2 separate regions of the Sus scrofa genome follow, and region 1 is linked to region 2. A link is a contact called in public HiChIP or PLAC-seq data. All regions are on one chromosome and are shown on one strand. The core of a region is the stretch at or near the end of the contact, and the rest is flanking DNA. Distances in the headings are between cores, read along the strand shown. Region 1 overlaps ACOT7 (cytosolic acyl coenzyme A thioester hydrolase). Region 2 holds the start of ICMT (isoprenylcysteine carboxyl methyltransferase).

Evidence for each region. HiChIP or PLAC-seq counts read pairs in DNA pulled down with a chosen protein or histone mark.
Region 1: a contact with region 2 is called in an H3K27ac HiChIP or PLAC-seq map of alveolar macrophages. The contact joins the enhancer-like site here to the promoter of ICMT in region 2. A contact is called at or near these places in 1 of 5 promoter capture datasets (liver), 17 of 47 Hi-C or Micro-C datasets (blood, brain, embryonic fibroblasts and 9 more) and 2 of 2 datasets of contacts at active chromatin or transcription factors (alveolar macrophages and skeletal muscle).

The regions. Positions count from the first base shown.
Region 1 is chr6:67,225,764-67,231,456 of Sscrofa11.1, reverse strand. All of the region lies in intron 1 of ACOT7 (cytosolic acyl coenzyme A thioester hydrolase), which reads left to right. Among named protein-coding and RNA genes, the nearest start is that of ACOT7, 25 kb to the left of the region's middle. Within about 2 kb of position 1,931, at least 22 of the 83 cell types and tissues checked have an H3K27ac peak or open chromatin away from gene starts, as enhancers often do. A contact at or near this core is called in alveolar macrophages, omental adipose tissue, retroperitoneal adipose tissue and 1 more, where this site is marked.
Region 2 is chr6:67,123,908-67,128,820 of Sscrofa11.1, reverse strand. ICMT (isoprenylcysteine carboxyl methyltransferase) reads left to right here and starts at 2,913. Exons shown (of 5, transcript NM_001244481.1): 1 at 2,913-3,154; 2 at 4,010-4,098. The coding sequence starts at 2,960.

The DNA.
Region 1 (5,693 bases), core at 682-3,181, 100 kb before region 2:
GCCCCTCCTGTCTCCTCCCCGGCCCCCTTCTGATTCCTATTCGGATCCTGGCCACTCCCTCCAAGGCACCTCCGTGCCTGCCACCTGCGCCCCGTGGGTAGGGGTGGGGTCTGTCTGAAAGCCTCTGTCCTGACCTGTCATTGCCTCTCTGCTTTATCTGGTTGGAGGCTCCTTCAGAAGGGATGGGGCCTGGCAGCTTCCGGCACAGGCCGGGAGGTGTCCTTAGTGCTGGCTGCCCCACCCAGCCCTGGCGCAGGCCCAGGGGTTCTGCCTGCGTTTGGGTGCAGACGGAAATCCCCAGGACTTTTTCTGTCCTAGAAACCCACCGGGGCTTGGTGCCACCACCTCTGCTTCACCCATCTCTGCTCTCTCGCGGGTAAAGGAAACCACCCCCAGCTTCCCCCAGTTACCATGGAACTCGGCGCCTGAATTTTAGCGCTGACATCTTCGTGTCAGAATCGGAGATACTGGGGGGCCTGCCCTGGGCTGGCTGGGCGCAGGGAGCAGGACCCGAGCTGGCTGCAGGCGGGGGCCTCACGGGTGGGGGGCCTGCAGGGGCGCAGCCTGCCTGGGCTTACCGGGGTCGCTGTGACAGTGGCCACACACTCTTCAAACAACAGAAGCGAATGTTCTCCCAGCCTGGAGGCCAGAAGCCCCAGCCCAGGGCTGGGCAGGGCCACTTCCCCTCTGTGAGTCATTCGTCTCCAGGAAGAGCCCTCCTCACCTCTTCCAGCTTTGGGGGCTGCTGCTGGTTCCTGGGTGCCTTGGCCAGTGTCTCTGCCTCTGTTGGCACATGGCCTCCCCTGTGTGTGTCCAGATTTCCCTCTTCTAAGGGTCTGCTCGTAGGAACTGGGCATCCTACCAACCTCACCTGAACTCAGAGACCCTGTTTTCAGATAAGGTCCCATTCACAGGTTTGAGGGGTTGGGCCTTGAACTAGTCCTTTGGGGACACAGTTTGACCCAGTACAAAGGCCTCTCTGTAGGGCCTGCACCACCTCAGCCTTGGGGGGGACTCTGAGGAGCAGAGGGACAGGGCCTGCCCCCAGGGCACATGGAACTCGGTGGGGAACAGGGTGCTTCCTCCGCCCCCCAGGCTGTCCCTTGCCTGCCCTCTGCTCCTGGAGTGGCATCTCCCATCCTCTTCCTCTGCCTCCCTTCTGCCCTCTGGGAACTGGCAGAAAGGTAGGATGGGGGCTGGGCGCCGACCAGTCCAGGAGATGGTGGTCTTGACTTGGTGAGTTCAGGGAAGGCCTTGCTGAGGGCTGGTGCTTTGAAGAGATTTTTAAAGACCATCAATTTCTTCGAACAGGTTGACATGGTTTTCACTGACAGATTTATTTTATTTTATGGCTGCATCGGCTGCATATGAAAGTTCCCAGGCTAGAGGTCGAATCAGAGCTGTAGCTGCCGGCCTACGCCACAGCAACGCCAGATCTGCGACCTACACCACAGCTCACGGTAATGCTGGCTCCTTAACCCACTGAGTGAGGCCAGGAATCGAACCTGCGTCCTTGTAGATGCTAGTCAGATTTGTTTCCACTGTACCACGACAGGAACTCCCCAGATTTTTTTTTTTTTTTTTTTTGGATGGGAAGTTCCTGAAGCAGGGATCGAACCTGCGCCACAGCAGTGACCCAGGCCGCTACAGTGACGATCAGATAATTAACACACTGAGCTGCCAGCGAACTCCAGGTCAATATGTTTTTTTTGTTTTTTGTTTTTGCTTTTTGCTTTTTAGGGCCTCAGGTGCAGCCTATGGAAGTTCCCAAGCTAGGGGTTGAATCGGAACTGCAGCTGCTGGCCTGTGCCACAGCCCCAGCTCATGACAATGCCGGATTCTTCATCCACTGAGCGAAGCCTGGGGCTGAGCCCTCCTCCTCTTGGATGCTACTCTCAGTTCCGTTTCCGCCGAGCTGCAGTGGGAAGCCCCGGGTTGACATGGTTTCACATTCAGAAGACGTGGAGGCATCTCAGCGAGGTTTCCCTCCAGCTCTGTCCCTAGTTCCCCTCTCGGGCCGTGGAAGCTTCTGGTTTCCCTGGCCGCCCTCCAGAGACTGTCTGCGCTGGGCCTGCAGGTGTAGACACCTGGTTCCCATCATCCTGCGCTTTGCTTTTCTACATCCAGCAGTGCCGCTCGGAGCCCATTCCTCCCTCTCGCCGGAGGCCGTGCGGGCTGGCGCAGGGTGGCTGTCGTTTAGTCTAACTCCTTATTGGTGGACATTTAGGACATGGCCAGTCTTCTGCATGACAAACAGCTTTGCAGTGAGTGACCTTGAACACACTTGGTTTCATCGTGTGCGGAAACATCTGTGGGAAGGCTTCCTGTCTGTGGGCCGGCTGGCGTGGGCACGCCTGTGCATTTGGAGTTTAATGCCGGGGTGCCCTCCGGAAGCTTGGATCTGCTCACGCTTCCCGTGTGCACAGGAGTCCTCTTCCCCCGCCGGGGGAGGTCTGATGTCGCCGGACAGATGGGCGCGGGCAGGGCAGTAGGAAGGCGCAGGTGTGCCCGGCCCACAGCGCTGGTCTGAGCAGGTGCAGCTTGGAGCCCTGCAGGGCAGGGGGAGGGCAGGTGAGGAGAGTTCCAGACCTCTGGGGCCCTCAAATGCCTGGCTAGGGATGACTCTTTATTCCGCAGGGGGGGCCCTGGGAGTGTGAGCAGGGAGCACACTCCTGCTTAGGAAGAGTGACTTGGGGCAACGGTGAGGTAGGCTGGGAGCCAGAGGCAAATGTGGAAACCCCTCGTCACCCCGAGCCCCAGGGAGACTCTCCCACACAGCAGCCCTGCTTCTCGATCCTCCAGGACACCTCTGACTCTGTCCCCAGTCCCAGGCCTTGGCATCAAGCTCCTGGCTCTAGGCTCCAGCTCCCCCGTCGTTCTCCTGCCCCCAGAGTGCCCCACGGGCCACTGGCCAGCCTTGGCGGATTGCTGTCCGTCTCTGGACCCACCGGGCTCTCCCAGCGTTGGGCCCTTCCCCTGAGATGCCCCCTCTCCTTGGAACATTCCCCCAACCCCTGCCCCCTGCTCCTGGCTCAGCCCTGCCCCCTCCCCAGGACTCAGCCCAGGTGTCACTTCCTCTGCTAAGTTTGTCCAGAGTCCAGGTGGGTGGCTCTCCTTCTGGGAGTGGCTCCTTAGAGTTCCTGTCATCAGCTTGGTGTCTGCTTCAGAGGGAAGCAGGGTTAGTCGTGGGCTCCAGCCCTGGCCGGCTCACTCCGTGGTCTGGAGCAGGAGCAGCTGGAGTGGAAGGGGAGGGGCTGTGGGTGACAGGGTGACATTCATTGCTGGGAGGAGGGCGGAGAGAATGCTGGGGCTGTGGGCCTGGTCACAGAGGCAGCATCAGAGCCACTGGTCAGCCGAGAGGAAGGGTCCCCAGACCGACCTGCCTTTCCCTGAAATTTCTGGGGTTCGAGGAGGGAGGAGGTGCAGGCTGGCACAAGGGCAGAGGGGCAGGAGAGGTGTGAGTAGGGGTTACCCACTGTTCCCCGGGCCTGGGTCAGGCCCACCATCTGCTCTGTCCATCCCCCGACCCCGAGCTGGCCTGTATTATATTGGAACATTTCAGTCGGGCGCCCCCTGTCAAATAGCAGAATTCGCGTTAAACTCTGGATTGCCAGCTTCTCTTGAAAACCCAGAACTTCGGCACCCTGGACCCAAACCCCAACCGGTCAGCTCAGCAGTGAGGGCTGCAGCTCTTAGCCAGCATGTGTGCCAGGACCGCCCCGTTGCCTCCCTGACAGGAGAGCGGCGGAGCCGCATGGCATCTCCTTCCTTCACTGGGCTCTCGTTTCTCCTTTTTTAGCACCAAAGAGTCTGAAGCGCTTTTCACACACACATCTTTACTAAAGATGGGGAGAGAGGTGGAGTTCCCGTTGTGGCTCAGAGGGTTAAGAACCTGGTTAGTGGGAGTTTCTTTCGTGGCTCAGCGGTTAATGAACCCAACTAGTATCCATGAGGACTCGGGTTCAATCCCTGGCCTTGCTCAGTGGGTTAAGGATCTGGCGTTGCTGCGAGCTGTGGTGTAGGTCGCAGATGTGGCTTGGGTCCCGCATTGCTGTGACTGTGGTGTAGGCGGGTGGCTGCAGCTCCGATTTGACCTCTGGGGGAGCTCTGGGGAAGGTGCACTGAGGAGGACTCTCTGGAGGGCGGTGGGGGGATGCTGGACGCCAGCTTGGCAGCGGGATGAAGGTGAGGAAGGAATCGCATGAGGCTGCAGGGAGGGCGTGAGCGAGCTGCGCTCCGGCCTCCGTGTTTGCAGTGACTGTAGAGCTGAATTGGCATATGGTCCTGGGGGGAGGTTTGTGCCCGCAGCCTGCCCGTGGCCAGCTGGCTTGGGGGTCAGAACGGTCCTTGGTGCAGGACCCAGGGTGACCAGGAAGGTCCATTGCAGTGACCCTTTGGTCTGGAGAGCACGCGGCCTGGAGCTGCTGGCATTTACTCCCAAGTGCCCCGGGCCTGCGAGCAGTGGGGTGTGGATGGGGCAGGTCCCTGGGGATGCCCAGTGTTGCAGGGTGGCTCCAGGTTCTGCCTTGGGGCCTCATGCACTCTCCCTGTTCCCCTCTCCTGGGAGGCTGCCTCCTTATCAGTCCTTCCCTTCCTCAGTCCGGATGTAAGCGCTTCCTCTTCCGCCCTGGGGCCCTCTGTCTGCACTTCTGCATCATTCTGGGCCAACCTGGGGCCTGCAGCCCCAACTTACAGAAGGGAAAGCGAAGCTCCAGACGAAGTCAGGCTCTCTCGGAGGCAGGCCCTGGTACTCCTAGGAGTCTGCTCAGTGTTGAACCGTCAGTCCTCACCCCTCTAGACCCCCACCCCCCCATCTCCACCCCCCATCTTCCCTCCCCTCCACCATCCCCCCCCTGCCCCCCCAGCATTCACTCGGCGCGTGTGCCCATGAGAGGGCCAACCTGTCTGCAGAGATGGGCCATCTGGCCTTCTTTGCTAAGTCAAAAACCAATACGAGGGAAGGAGTTTGATACAGTAGTTTTATTGAGTTGGCTGCCTCTTAAACTTTTTAAAAGATTTTTATTCTTTCCTTTATGGTTGGTTTACAGTGTTCTGTCAGTTTTCTCCTGTGCAGCAAAGGGACCCCGTCTCACACACATACAAACCTTTAACTCAAACTTAAAAAAAAGAGCCTAACCGTATAAGCTTGAATTTTTAAAACTCAAACTTAAAAAATTTTAAATAATTGTGTGTAGTATGAACTGATCACAGTACGTTTAGTTAACGCACATCACCTCACGTCGTCAAAACTTTTTTTCTTTCTTTGAAAAATTTCACTGGAGCGTGTGGTTGACTTACAGTGTTGTGTTTGTTTCAGGAGGCAGCAAAATGAATCGGTTACACCTGCATCCTTTCTTTCTCAGACTCTTTCCCCACAGAGGCCAGAGCACTGAGTAGATTTCCCGGAGTAATTTTTTTTGTCATGATGAAAACCTTTAAGATCCATTCTTGGCCACTTTCGAATAGATGATAGAGCTGTGTTATCTTTCGTCGCCACGCTGTGATTCCACCCCATGATTTATTTATTTTATAATGAAGTTTGGACCTTTTGACCCCTTCACTCATTTCAAGCCCCCCCCAACCCAGCCCTGCCCCCACCTGCCTCTGGCAACAAGTACTGTTTTCTGTGTCTGTGCGTTTGGGCTTTTTAGATTCCACATGTACGTGACACGATCTAGTTTTTGTCTTTTTGG
Region 2 (4,913 bases), core at 1,664-4,163:
GGGGTGACACTGGAGAGCTGAGTGCAGAGTGGATTTGCTTTCCTCTCTGTGTTACTGTCTGTGTCTCTGGGTGAATTACTGTTTCTCTATGTGGATCTCTCTGTGTGACTGTTTCTCTGGATCTGTGCCAGTGTGTGCATACATGTGTTTCTTCTTCTTGTCTTATTTTTAGGGCAGTGCCTGTGGCATAAGGAAGTCCCAGACTAGGGGGTGAATCAGGGCTGCAGCTGCCGGCCTCCGCCACAGCCACAGCAACACCAGATCCAAGCTACAGCTTCGACATACTCCACAGCGCGTGGCAAGGCCAGATCCTTAACACTTAGCAGGGCTGGGGATCAAACCGACATCCTCACAGATACTTGTCGGGTTCATTACTGCTGAGCCACAACGGGAACTCCTAAATTTGCTTCTTTGCCATTCTCTCCATCACTGCTCTGTGAACCTTGGTCCCTGACAAATTCAGCAACTCTGGCAACTTCTAAAACGTCCCCTTGGCGTTCCCATCGTGGCTCAGCGGAAATGAATCTGACTGGTATCCATGCAGATGGTCGCAGGTTTGATCCCTGGCCTTGCTTGGTGGGTTAAGGAATCGGTGTTGCCGTGAGCTGTGGTGGAGGTTGCAGTCTCGGCTCGGATGCTGTGGCTGTGGCATAGGCCAACGGTTACAGCTCTGATTCGACTCCTAGCCTTGGAACCTCCATATGTCATGGGTGCAGCACTTAAAAAAGACAAAAATAAATAAATTAAAAAAACACATTCCCCTTCCCTCCAGTCTGGCTCTACCTGGGAGGCAACTGCCTCCTCGTTTCTCCCTTCTCCAAGATAGGAGTGATAGGGATTGTATGGTCTAAGGGGAGTGGATGAGTGGAAGAGAGAGGCTTGCTCAAGCCCTCCTGTCTGGATTACATGCTACTCTCTGCCCCCCAGTACAGGGACCGTCCCTAAGGGTAAATCAGGGCCCTAAGTCAGCGTGGAGTGCAGGAACTGGTGAGAAAAGAACTTCCTCGGAGCCGCCCTCTGTCCCAGGACAGACTCACTCCTAGGAGCAAAGATGCAATATGCACCCTCTAGTGGCCCCAAGACGTCTTGGCGATGAGGGACAGGTGCCGAGTGGGGGAGGCCCAAGAAACTGAGAGCAGTGGCAGGAGCTGGGGCTCTCCGCCCCCAGGGACAGTCCAGGCTTCCTTCCCATGTGGCACTGCAACTGGGTGGCTTTGAAACATGAAATGTCCTTTCAGTTACTTCCCATCTAGTAAGTTTAGCAAATATCTTCCCAGCAACATTTAAACATGACACAGGGTTTACAGAGCATTTTCTTTCTATGGCCACACTTGCAGCGTATGGAAGTTCCCAGGCCGGGGGTGGAATTGGAACTGCAGTTGAGACCTGTGGCACAGCCAGGGCAACACCAGATCTGAGCTGCATCTGCAACAACGCTGGACCCTTAACCCATTGCGCGAGGCCAGGGATCAAACCCGCATTCTCACAGAGTCTATGTCGGGTTCTTAATCCACTGAGCTGCAATGGGAACTCCCAGGATCTCCATTTTACGGGGAAGGTGAGGCTCACACAGTTGCTTTGACCTTGAGGCTGGCTCTCCATCCTTCTCTAAACCCAGCTGTCCAGATGCCAGGTCTCCTGCCAGGTCCTCCAGGAACAGAGGAGGGGAGGGTGGCTAGGGGTTCAGATGCAAGCTCGGCTCCCTGCCGCTCACAGCCCACCTGGCTTTATTGCTCTCTGACCCACTACTCTGGGTTCCAGGCTCCCTGGGGGCCTGTCCCCTATCGCTCAGGCTTGCTTCCTCCTGCCTCTGTCTGCAAACTCTGTGCCTTCCCCCTCCCTCCCTGTGGATGCCCTTGCTCTCATTTCAGCGGCAGGACGGCTGCCAGTACACACACTCTTCCATGCAGGCTCCTAAGCCTCCCAATCACGGGCCTCTCCCTGGGGGTCCCTCTCATTCCCTCTCTAACCTCACCCCCACCCCACCAGAGTTTATTCCAGTTATTTGCTTACTTGTCTTTCTCCTCCACCATCCCTCTGTCGGACATTTATCCTTCAAAAAAGTAAGGAAAAATTCCTAATGATAAAAGTAATATATATTGATTGTGGGCCATATGGAAGATCCAAAAACATATAAAAAAGACAGTAAAACGTTTCCGAGTCCACCTGACAATTACCGCCGTGAAATTGGCTTCTGTGTCAATCATTTCCCCAGGCTCACACATAAGCTCTGGTTTTCCCAAGTGGAGTCAGGACCACACTGTCAAGTTTTGCACATTCTGTTTTTTAATAGGTCCTGTGTATTTCACCTGTCTGCCAACATTCTTCCTGAACACGAACCGAAGTGGGCGGTCATCCCGCTGCGTGGATGCCCGCTGGGATTTCAGGCTCCCCGAGGGCAGCGTCCCCGCAGCCTGGGCCCCCAGCGGGCGCTCGGAGACTCTGCGGAGGGCCGGCCGTGCCTGCGCGCGCGGACCCCGCGGGGCGCGGTGGGGTGGAGGCGGGTGGCCCGCTCGTCCCCGCGCGCTGCCCAGGGGTGTCAGTTGCGGGTGGGACCGCGCGGGGCCGGCGAAGGTGGGCTCGCTTCGGCTTTCAGGTGATTTCTCCGGACAGGGACATTCTGGAGTTTGGGGCGGACTCCTGGCAGACACCAGGGTCGCCTTCTCGGCCGAGGACCCAGGCGCCCCGCGGCCCCGCCCGCCGGCTGCCACTCGGCCTGGTTCGGGGTGGGGAGGGGTCCCCCAGGGGACCGCGGGGCGGGGCCGCGGGGCGGGGCGCTCCCGCCAAATTCGGGCCCCAGCTCCGCGGCGCGGCGGTATCGCGAGAGCGCGCGGGAGGCGCGCAGGTCCGGGCGGCTGCCCTTCCCTGTCGGCGTCGGCGGCGCAGTGCGCAGGCGCGGGGGGCGGGTTTCCCAGGGCTACAGCCGGCGCGGCGGCCCGCTCGTCCGCCGCCCTGCGCCATGGCGGGCTGCGCGGCGCGGGCTCCGCCAGGCTCTGAGGCGCGCCTCAGCCTGGCCACCTTCCTGCTGGGCGCCTCCGTGCTCGCGCTGCCGCTGCTCACACGCGCCGGCCTGCAGGGCCGCACCGGGCTGGCGCTCTACGTGGCCGTGCTCAACGCGCTGCTGCTGCTGCTCTACCGGCCGCCGCGCTACCAGGTACAGGCCGGGCAGGGCCTGGCGAGGGCCCGGGGCCGGGCGGGCTGGGCGCGGCGCAGGGGCACCGTCCCCCGGGGTCGAGGTCTGGGTCGGGTCGGCCGAGAGCCCGGCCTGCGAGAGAGACCGCCTCCCCCGGCCGGTGTTCTTTAGCATCGGCGAGTTCAGGTGGCAGGAGGGCCCCCTCCTCTACAGTCTCGGGAGCTGGGGGCGGGGGGCCCCCTCCGCCCGGCGGAGTGGGTGGCAAATTGCAGTTGGTGCGGTTCTGCAGCTGCGGCAGATACGCGTGCGGTGGGGAGTGAGGGAGCCCACGAGTTCTTTTATGTAATTTAAGGTGTGGAGAACTATCTGCTGTCAAGTCTGAGGTCAGAGGCCCCGCAGCTACGTGGAGGGGGCTGGGCGCAGAGTCCCGGGTCCCCCGACCAGGTTCGCTGCGTGGACTTGGAAGCATCCGGCCAATAAGCTAGGTTTACGCAGTTTTCCCACGGCCCTGAGTAGCAATTGCAGTAATAATAGTGACGGTAGCTAAAACGTGGGCAGCACTTACTCTTAAGTGCTTTACTCAGGTGATGGTCACAGCTGTTCTCAAAGGTAGGTGCTGTTGTCATCCCCACTGTGTAGATGGGGAAACCGAGGTCCAGAGACGTTAAGCGACTTGCCTAAGACCACAGAGCCAGAGAAGGGTGGGCTTGGGGTTTGAACCCAGGCAGCCCTGCTTCACCCTGCTAACCTCTGAGCAGATGAGCTCTGCGGACTTGCCCGTGGCCTTCTTATCCCAGGACGTAGGGTGATGCTCCTGCAGCCGGGACGTATGCTGAGAACAGCCAGGTGACTGAGCTTCTTTTGGGTCCATTTCAGATAGCCATCCGAGCCTGCTTCCTTGGCTTTGTGTTTGGCTGTGGAGTGCTGCTAAGTTTTAGCCAGTCTTCTTGGAATCACTTTGGCTGGTAAGAAGTGCTTCGGAAATGAGAGTTTTGAGGTCTGGGTGGGCTGATCAGAGGGTCAGTAGCGGTCCTTCTGCATCCCTGGCTGGCTGAAGGCTATTGAGGGTTCTAAGGAGAGGAGGTCGCTAGAATGCTAGGTGCCTGCATCTCGGACCGTGAGAACGTGTGCCCTGTGCCCCTTGGTTGCTTCTGTTGCAGGTGGAAACAGGTCTCCCCGGCAACCCCCTCCCCCAACAGGTGCCCTTACTGCCGCCCCAGCACATTCGGTAATGTGACCAGCCCTTCCCAGAAGAGGGTGCAGGTCTCAGTGACAGGAAGGGGCGAGGCTCTGGCTCGTCTTCACAGGCCTTTTCCGTCTCTAATTTCTATTAGGTCACATCTAGTGCATCCCCCACGGCCAGTGTAGGATTTTTCCCTACACTGCGATTTCAGTCCCTTGAGCCTTCTAGTCCCTGACCTGGATATGAACCAGTGGCTTCAAGGTAAAAAGCTTTATCTCCTCTTATCAATACTCTGAGCCATCTAATCCTTCTTTGCTGGAATTATTTCAGTTTTTTGGAATTTTTGTATTTTACATACATCACGACTTTATTTTGATACTTCCCTCTTTCATGTTTTACTGTGTGTAGTGTCATTGAAAAAAAAAAAAAGGCTGCAGGCCCATAATGCCTTCCTAACCTATGTTTCTTGTTTTGGGGTTTCTCCCCCCCCCCCAGTGACATTCACAAACGTAGTCCCTTTAAAACCTCAGGGAGTAAAGCTACATGTGGGTGCCTGACGGCCACTCTCAGACAGACGACAGCAGGTCCTCATCCTAG